2 separate regions of the Danio rerio genome follow, and region 1 is linked to region 2. A link is a contact called in public HiChIP or PLAC-seq data. All regions are on one chromosome and are shown on one strand. Each heading gives the region's core, a stretch centred on a gene start, on an enhancer-like site or on the middle of the called end of the contact. The rest is flanking DNA. Distances are from core to core; before and after follow the strand shown. Region 1 holds the start of pim2 (Pim-2 proto-oncogene, serine/threonine kinase). Region 2 holds the start of elk1 (ETS transcription factor ELK1).

The links. HiChIP or PLAC-seq counts read pairs in DNA pulled down with a chosen protein or histone mark.
Region 1: a contact with region 2 is called in an H3K4me3 HiChIP or PLAC-seq map of embryo, with 4 times the contacts expected there. The contact joins the promoter of pim2 here to the promoter of elk1 in region 2. A contact is called at or near these places in 1 of 18 Hi-C or Micro-C datasets (hematopoietic stem cells) and 1 of 4 datasets of contacts at active chromatin or transcription factors (embryo).

Annotation. Positions count from the first base shown.
Region 1 is chr8:10,481,683-10,485,224 of GRCz12tu, forward strand. pim2 (Pim-2 proto-oncogene, serine/threonine kinase) reads left to right here and starts at 2,156. Exons shown (of 7, transcript NM_131539.2): 1 at 2,156-2,399; 2 at 2,667-2,767; 3 at 2,848-2,898. The coding sequence starts at 2,336.
Region 2 is chr8:10,265,167-10,268,583 of GRCz12tu, forward strand. elk1 (ETS transcription factor ELK1) reads left to right here and starts at 2,156. Exons shown (of 9, transcript XM_691202.9): 1 at 2,156-2,788. The coding sequence starts at 2,764.

The DNA of each region.
Region 1 (3,542 bases), core at 906-3,405, 220 kb after region 2:
AATGTTGATCTATGATTAGTAAGTAGTTTTTATATTAGTAAATAAATACATTAATATTTAATAATACCTTGTTATAAAACGTGACCAGTTTTTTTTTAGTATCTCAGCCCTATTCAAGCTTCATGTCAGAGTTTGGACGACTTCATTGCACCATTATTCTAAAATGTGCATCAATTATTATAGTTTTAGCAATCATTTGTAGTTAATACACTTATATAATAATTGTGTTTATGAAATTGTTTTGTTTTGATGCATGCATCTTTAATGCAATGCTGAAATCTATGAGTCAGGCGTTTGAACAGGTCATCGAGGTTGTCTTGATATATCTGCACAAACCAGCGCTATCTTTCCGGTTCCTCTTTACTTGGTATTTCATTATCATGGATATGAAACCACATTAGATTTTGAAAATAGCTGATGCGGGACTGTCCCACATGCGCAGAGCTAAAGGATGAGTCAAAGGCTTATTTCAAGCTGCTCTAAAAACATCTTATTGATGCATATGTGGACCATGCTTTGCAAAATGGCTGCCCTTCAGCAACACTTTAAATTGTTTGTGCTTTTTTGAATTTCTTGTATTTGAATGGGAGGAAGTATTGTGTTTTTTGCTGTAGTAGCTAATGTTTACTTTGTAGTTACTGTATTATTACTGTTAGGAAAAAAAACTATTTCATCTTTTCTGTTATGGAGGGAGACCTTTACTTATTTATACATGAATTATTTTATTTATGACAGACGTATTTAAAGTTGTATGTGGCATTTACCTCAGTTGCACCAGAAACTATGTATTTAATTCTTGTAATAATTAATATTAATGTCAATTTTAGTTTTATTTATACTTTGACACCAAATCTTATCTAGTTTTTGCAAACAAGTGCATTTCTTGTAAGGTTTATTACGACAAAAACTATTTGATCAGTTTTTTATGGAAGGAGACTTTTACTTCATTTATACATTATTATTTTATTTTTCACAGATTTATTTACGTCTAAATGTAATGCATTTAAAGTTGGATGTGGCATTTACTCAAGTTTCTCTAGTAACTTTCTATTAAGTGCTTGTAATAATTTATTAATATCAATTTCAGTCTTATTTATACTTTAACACCATATCTTTGTTGTAAACAAGTGCATTTCTTGTCAGATTTCTTAAGAAAAAATACCAATTTTATCTTTTTTGTTTTGGAGGGAGACTTTTTTATTTATTAATGAATTAAATATTTTTATTTCATTTTTGTCAGATTTGTTTACGTCCAAATGTAATGCATTTAGAGTTGTATGTGGCATTTACTCCAGTTGCACCAGTAACTATGTATTTAGTACTTGTCATATTAATATCAATTCATATTTATTTATACTTTGACATCATATCTTATCCAGTTTTTGCAAAGAAGTGCATTTCTTGTCAGATTTATTACCAAAGAAAAAGTTTTTTTTAATCTTTCTTTTTGTTTTTGTTACGGAGGGAGACTTTTATTACATTTATAAATTATTATTTTATTTTTGACAGATTTATTCACTTCTAAATGTAATGCAATTAAAGTTTTACGCAGTATTTATCGCAGTTTCACTAGTATCTATGTATTTAATACTTGTAATATTTGATTAATATCAATTTCAGTCTTGTTTATACACCATAAAAAATCCTGGTTTACTTATTTTTTAAGCTGAATAAGTTTAATCTTACAAGTCTATTGAACTTATATTATGTTGAACTGGCTTAAAACAGCTTGCATAACTTATAAAATTAAGTTAGAACGTCATTAACTTAGTTTAAGAAGTTACAATAACTTAAAACACATGCTGTCATGATTAATTGTTCATGTAGTGTACTTGCTGCAGATTTATTATGTTAAAACACTTAATTTAATCGCTAAATAGTTCATTTTAGCACATAACCGAGTCCTAATTTTACACTAATACTAATAAAACCCTCAATATTCTTGTAATCCCGCGCGCGCTCTTTCTGCTCGGTCTCTGAAGATTCTGAGAATTGTAACAACCGCTCATTATTATTCATATGTTTAAACCTATCTGCGATGTGATTGGCTCGTCATTTCAAAACACTCCAAGCGTGGCCACGATTGGGAGTGTTTGGTTGAGTGGGCGGAGCTACACATGTAAACTTAAAAACATCAACAAACCTGAGATGATTCAGAACTGCGCGAGTGTCTGAGGCGGAGGACGCGTGATAACGGTGGAGTTTGAATCGAAAACAAATAGTGGATTAAAAGCAACAGACGGACATGGATATGCTCTGCTGAGGCGCCTATTTTTCATATTATTTGGCTGTTTGTTTTGATTATTAGAGTTTTTATTCTTATTAAAACCTGAAAATGTTGGACAAACGGATTGTTGACGTGCGTTTGGATCAGCTGGAAATCCTGAAAGCCAAAAATGGTAAGTTTATTATTATTTGTACGCGGGCTAACTAACTGTTAGCTAATAAATCTATATTGTTATTTTTTTGTTTGTTTTGTTTGTTTCTGCATTGTATTTTTGTGCAATTTGTTTAACATTCAAAAGTATTTAACTATTAAGTAAAGCAAAAATGTGTTTGTTTTTAATTTAATTTGTTATTAACGTAATTCAGATGCATAATTTACGTTACAATTAGCTACTTGGTTGTTATGTTTTTTGTTTAATATTGTTGTTTTTATTATTCAGGCAAAGAGCATTTTGAGAAGCAGTATACTATGGGAAATCTTCTGGGAAGCGGTGGTTTCGGTTCAGTTTACTCCGGGCATCGGATTTCAGACGGACAAAAGGTAAGAATGATTAAAAAACAAGAAAAAAGATGCTAATGTGTATGCATTCCTCTTCTAAATTATGGTTATTATTATTTTAGGTTGCTATCAAACAAATATCCCGAGACAGAATCCAACAGTGGTCAAAAATGGTGAGTATTCGCGTTTATCTAACGTTACTTGTTTTGATCTGTGATGTGTTTTAATGTAAAATATACTTGGTATCAGTTAAACATATTTAAAAACTCGTCAGGACTTTGAATGTGCACGGACAGCGAATAAGCATTAACACTAGCGCCCTCTATTGATTATTTTGGTTCTTACTGGAAGCTCGTCGCGCTTAACAGAAAGTGACGTAGGCGTGACGTTTCGGATTTTTCAAAACATCTTAAAAAGGAAACTGAATGAACGGGCTTTCCATGTTGTGTCAGAATTAGTTTTAGACCTGCGCGGTGAGATATATTTGGATTAAAAACAAGAAGTGCGTTTCAACGTGTCGTAAAAATGTAGTTTCCCTTTTTAATACCCACGAGAGAGCCCCTGGATATCACCTCAGGGAATTTTCTTTACATAACTTAACCAGAATCGGTAACTCTGGGTTGTATTAGTTAATGTCTTTGCTAACATAGAACAAACAATGAACAATATATTCATTACAGTCTTTATTAATGTTAGCTAATGAAAATAAAGTCGTTCATGTACCTCGCAGTGCATGAACTAATGCTAACAAGCACCACATTAGATTTTAATAACACATTAGTAAATGTTGTACAGGTATGAACATCCATGGAGGAAT
Region 2 (3,417 bases), core at 906-3,405:
TCTCTCTTTTTCTTTCTAGTGAAGTGTACCCAAGATAAATGCACAAAAATAATAAAAGATTTTCCGTCATTACAAACGCGCACTCTCGCGCACTCCTGGTGGTCACACTACGCACCCCAGTTTGGGAACCGCTAGACTAAAGCATCTATTTGGTTGTTAAAGCATAAAAAAGATGAAAGATGGTTCAATAGCAACCAGCTAGCACAGAAATTCCATTGAATATACTGGGGTAAAATAAATTTTCAAATTTTAAAGACATGGTGCAGAAAAATCTAATTTAATTCAGGGCTTCTTGTTTGGTCTGATACCCACTTTATGTCGTATCTCAGCCAGGCAGTGAAGATCGCTGTTTTTTTTTTTTAAGGAAATCAGATCCTAAATGACACGATTTTGTATGCGATGACAATTAACCGGAAGCCCTGAAGCTGGTGACTGAAATTAAAAGTCCATATACTCCATTGACTGGATGGGTTTTGTCCATATATATATATACATACACACACACACACACGCACAGTATACGCTTTATAAAAAGGCAGAAGTTAATGTGACTAAACTTTTTCTCTTTTAGGTAAGTTTAGATTATCAAATTAGTTTCTGTTATGCTTAATAGCAGAATAACGAGAGAGAGATTTTTTTGAGAAATTTTTATAATTTTTCTTGAAAGTCAAGTGTTCATACAATACAATTATAATGCCTCTAATAAAGCTCAGATGATGGTTTCAAGGTTTTGGAAGTTTCTGATTGGCTAACTGACAACATTTGAGTTAATTGGAGGCACAACTGTAGAATAGTATTTAAGGAAAAAAAACCACAAACGCGCTGCTTCCTTTTGTGACAACATGGGAAAATCAACAAGCCAGAATCAACAACAAAGCCAGAGTACAATTTGCTAAATTACACTGGTAAAAAGAATAATATTTGGAGACATGTCTTGTGGTCTGATGGAACTAAGATTGAACTGTTTGGCCATAATGACCAGTGTTACATTTGGAGGACAAAGGGAAAAGCTTACAAGCCTAGGAACACCATCCCAACTGTGAAGTATGGGGGCGTCAGCACCATGTTGTAGGGCTGTTTTGTTGCAGGAGGGACTTGTCCACTTCACTGCATAGATGGCATCATGAAGAGAGAACATTATGCAGAAATACTGAAGCAACATCTCAAGACATCAGCCAGGAAATTAAAACTTAGCCACAAATGGGTCTTTCAAATAGACCTTGACCCTAAGCACACTGCCAAATTAGTTAAAATGTGATTTAAGGACAACAGAGTGAATGTTTTGGAGTGGCCATCACAAAGCCCTGAACTCAATCCAATAGAAAATTTGTGGGCAGAGTTGAAAAAGCTTGTGCGACCAAGACAGCCAACAAATCTAACTCAGTTACACCAATTTTGTCAAGAGGAATGGGTCAAAATTCCTTCAAACTATTGTGAGAAGCTTGTGGAAGGATACCCAAAACATTTGACCAAAAGTTTTACATTTTAAAAGCAAAGCTAAAAAAAAATACCAATAAAATGTATGTAAACTTTTGACTGTCTGGAAATTAATAAAAAAAAATTTCAATAAAAAAATTGTCTCATTATTCTGGCATTTAGCAAATGTAAATCATTTAGGTAATCTTAACGGACCTAAAATAGTAAACGTTAAGTATGATTTACCATCATATATATATATATATATATATATATATATATATATATATATATATATATATATATATATATATATATATATATATATATATATATATATATATTATTTTTTTTTTAATGGTTATGTTCCTTTTTTTAGAGTGTATGTAAACTTCTGATTTCAACTGTATATATATAGTTTTTTTAATTGCAAATATTTTTGTTTTTATGCGCTGCTTGGTTTTTATTAGCAGTTCTTTTTTTTGTTTGCAAATTTTATTTTTATTTCTCAAAACTTGCTTTGCATTTCTTTTATTCTGCAGGTATTTGTGGTCCTAGATTGACTCCATAGTGTGTGAAGATTTTCATTCGACCTTGATGCTAGAAAAAATACTGAAATAGTTTTTCCTTTCATTCATTTCGCTCCACAGCAAGCCCGCGTCATGCCTGTTGCAGTGACGTCACGGCCGCACAAGGGACTCAGAGCAGAGCAAAAAGAGAGAGGTGGAAAAAAAGAAACAAGTGTTCGAGGCGTTCGTGGAAACAGGAAGCAAAGAGGGGGGAAAGCCGAGCCGAGCACAGACTGTTGTTGTTGTTATGAAAAAGAAACTTCGGAAGGGAGCGCTCTGGTTCTCACTAGCCCGTTATTTTGCGCTTTTTAACTGTCGGTGCTGTCGGCTGAAGCGCGAGGACTTTCCGTCCGTTGCTTGGACACCGATGAAGGAGGGAAGCTCGCGGACTAACGGCTACCTGATCAGGGGTCTCGGGTTTATTTGCCCTCCCTGACCGTCCACCACACTGGAACTAACCCCTCATTACTGTTGCCGTATTCCTATAAAGGCAGCGCGTCACACTGCACCTTTTAAGCAAAGCCCTGGTGGATTTTACCAGAGTATTTTTACGTTTGAAGAAGTCTTCAGTCCGTCTGACAGGAACGGTGCACGCGCAGCTAACGCGAGCTAGCGACTTAGCTGCTAATGTCAACTAACATGGAGGGAGAGGTGCATGTGTTACATAACAGCCAAACGCAATTAAATCACCGACTTTTGACACCCAACAAGCACAGCGATGGACGTGAATTAATCTCCAAAGAATAAGACAGGCCATAGACCGATTTATTTGGGAGTGATGGAGTCGAATCCGCTGATCAGCGGTAAGTTTTAATGCACTTCGCAGAGGTTGGGAGATGGTGGAGTGATTACAGTCGAGTTTAATAAAGTGCTTGTTTGTCAAATAAAGCAGAATACATTCAACAATAGCTTCGTTTTGTTTACGATTCGTTTGTACGTGAGCTCTAGGGTGCTTAATCCATAGTGTGTTGCAGAACGTTTTGTTCAGTGTGCCTGTTCACAACACAGTGAATGATTTTAACGTTATATACATTTGATTTTGGCCAGGGTGAGTTAACAAAACATGTTGGAAGGCTAATGCACAGATACTGTGTTGGAGCACATGTTTTGCAAAACAAATTTCTATCATTAACCGACTCCACACACTGCTGTTTTTGCGTCAAACACAGCATACCAGTGCTTGGTAGACGTTTTTACCTCCTGGATGTTTCAGTGATGTTCATTCAGCAAAAAGAGCTTGAATGTCATTTTAACACAGCTTTCTATATTTCACTGTTAATTAATATATATATATATATATATATATATATATATATATATATATATATATATATATATATATATATATATATATATAGTACAGTATTTCAAATCTCAGCACTCCCAAACAAGCTAGTTCACAGCGTGAATGGTTTGTTTTTATGTTTGAGAG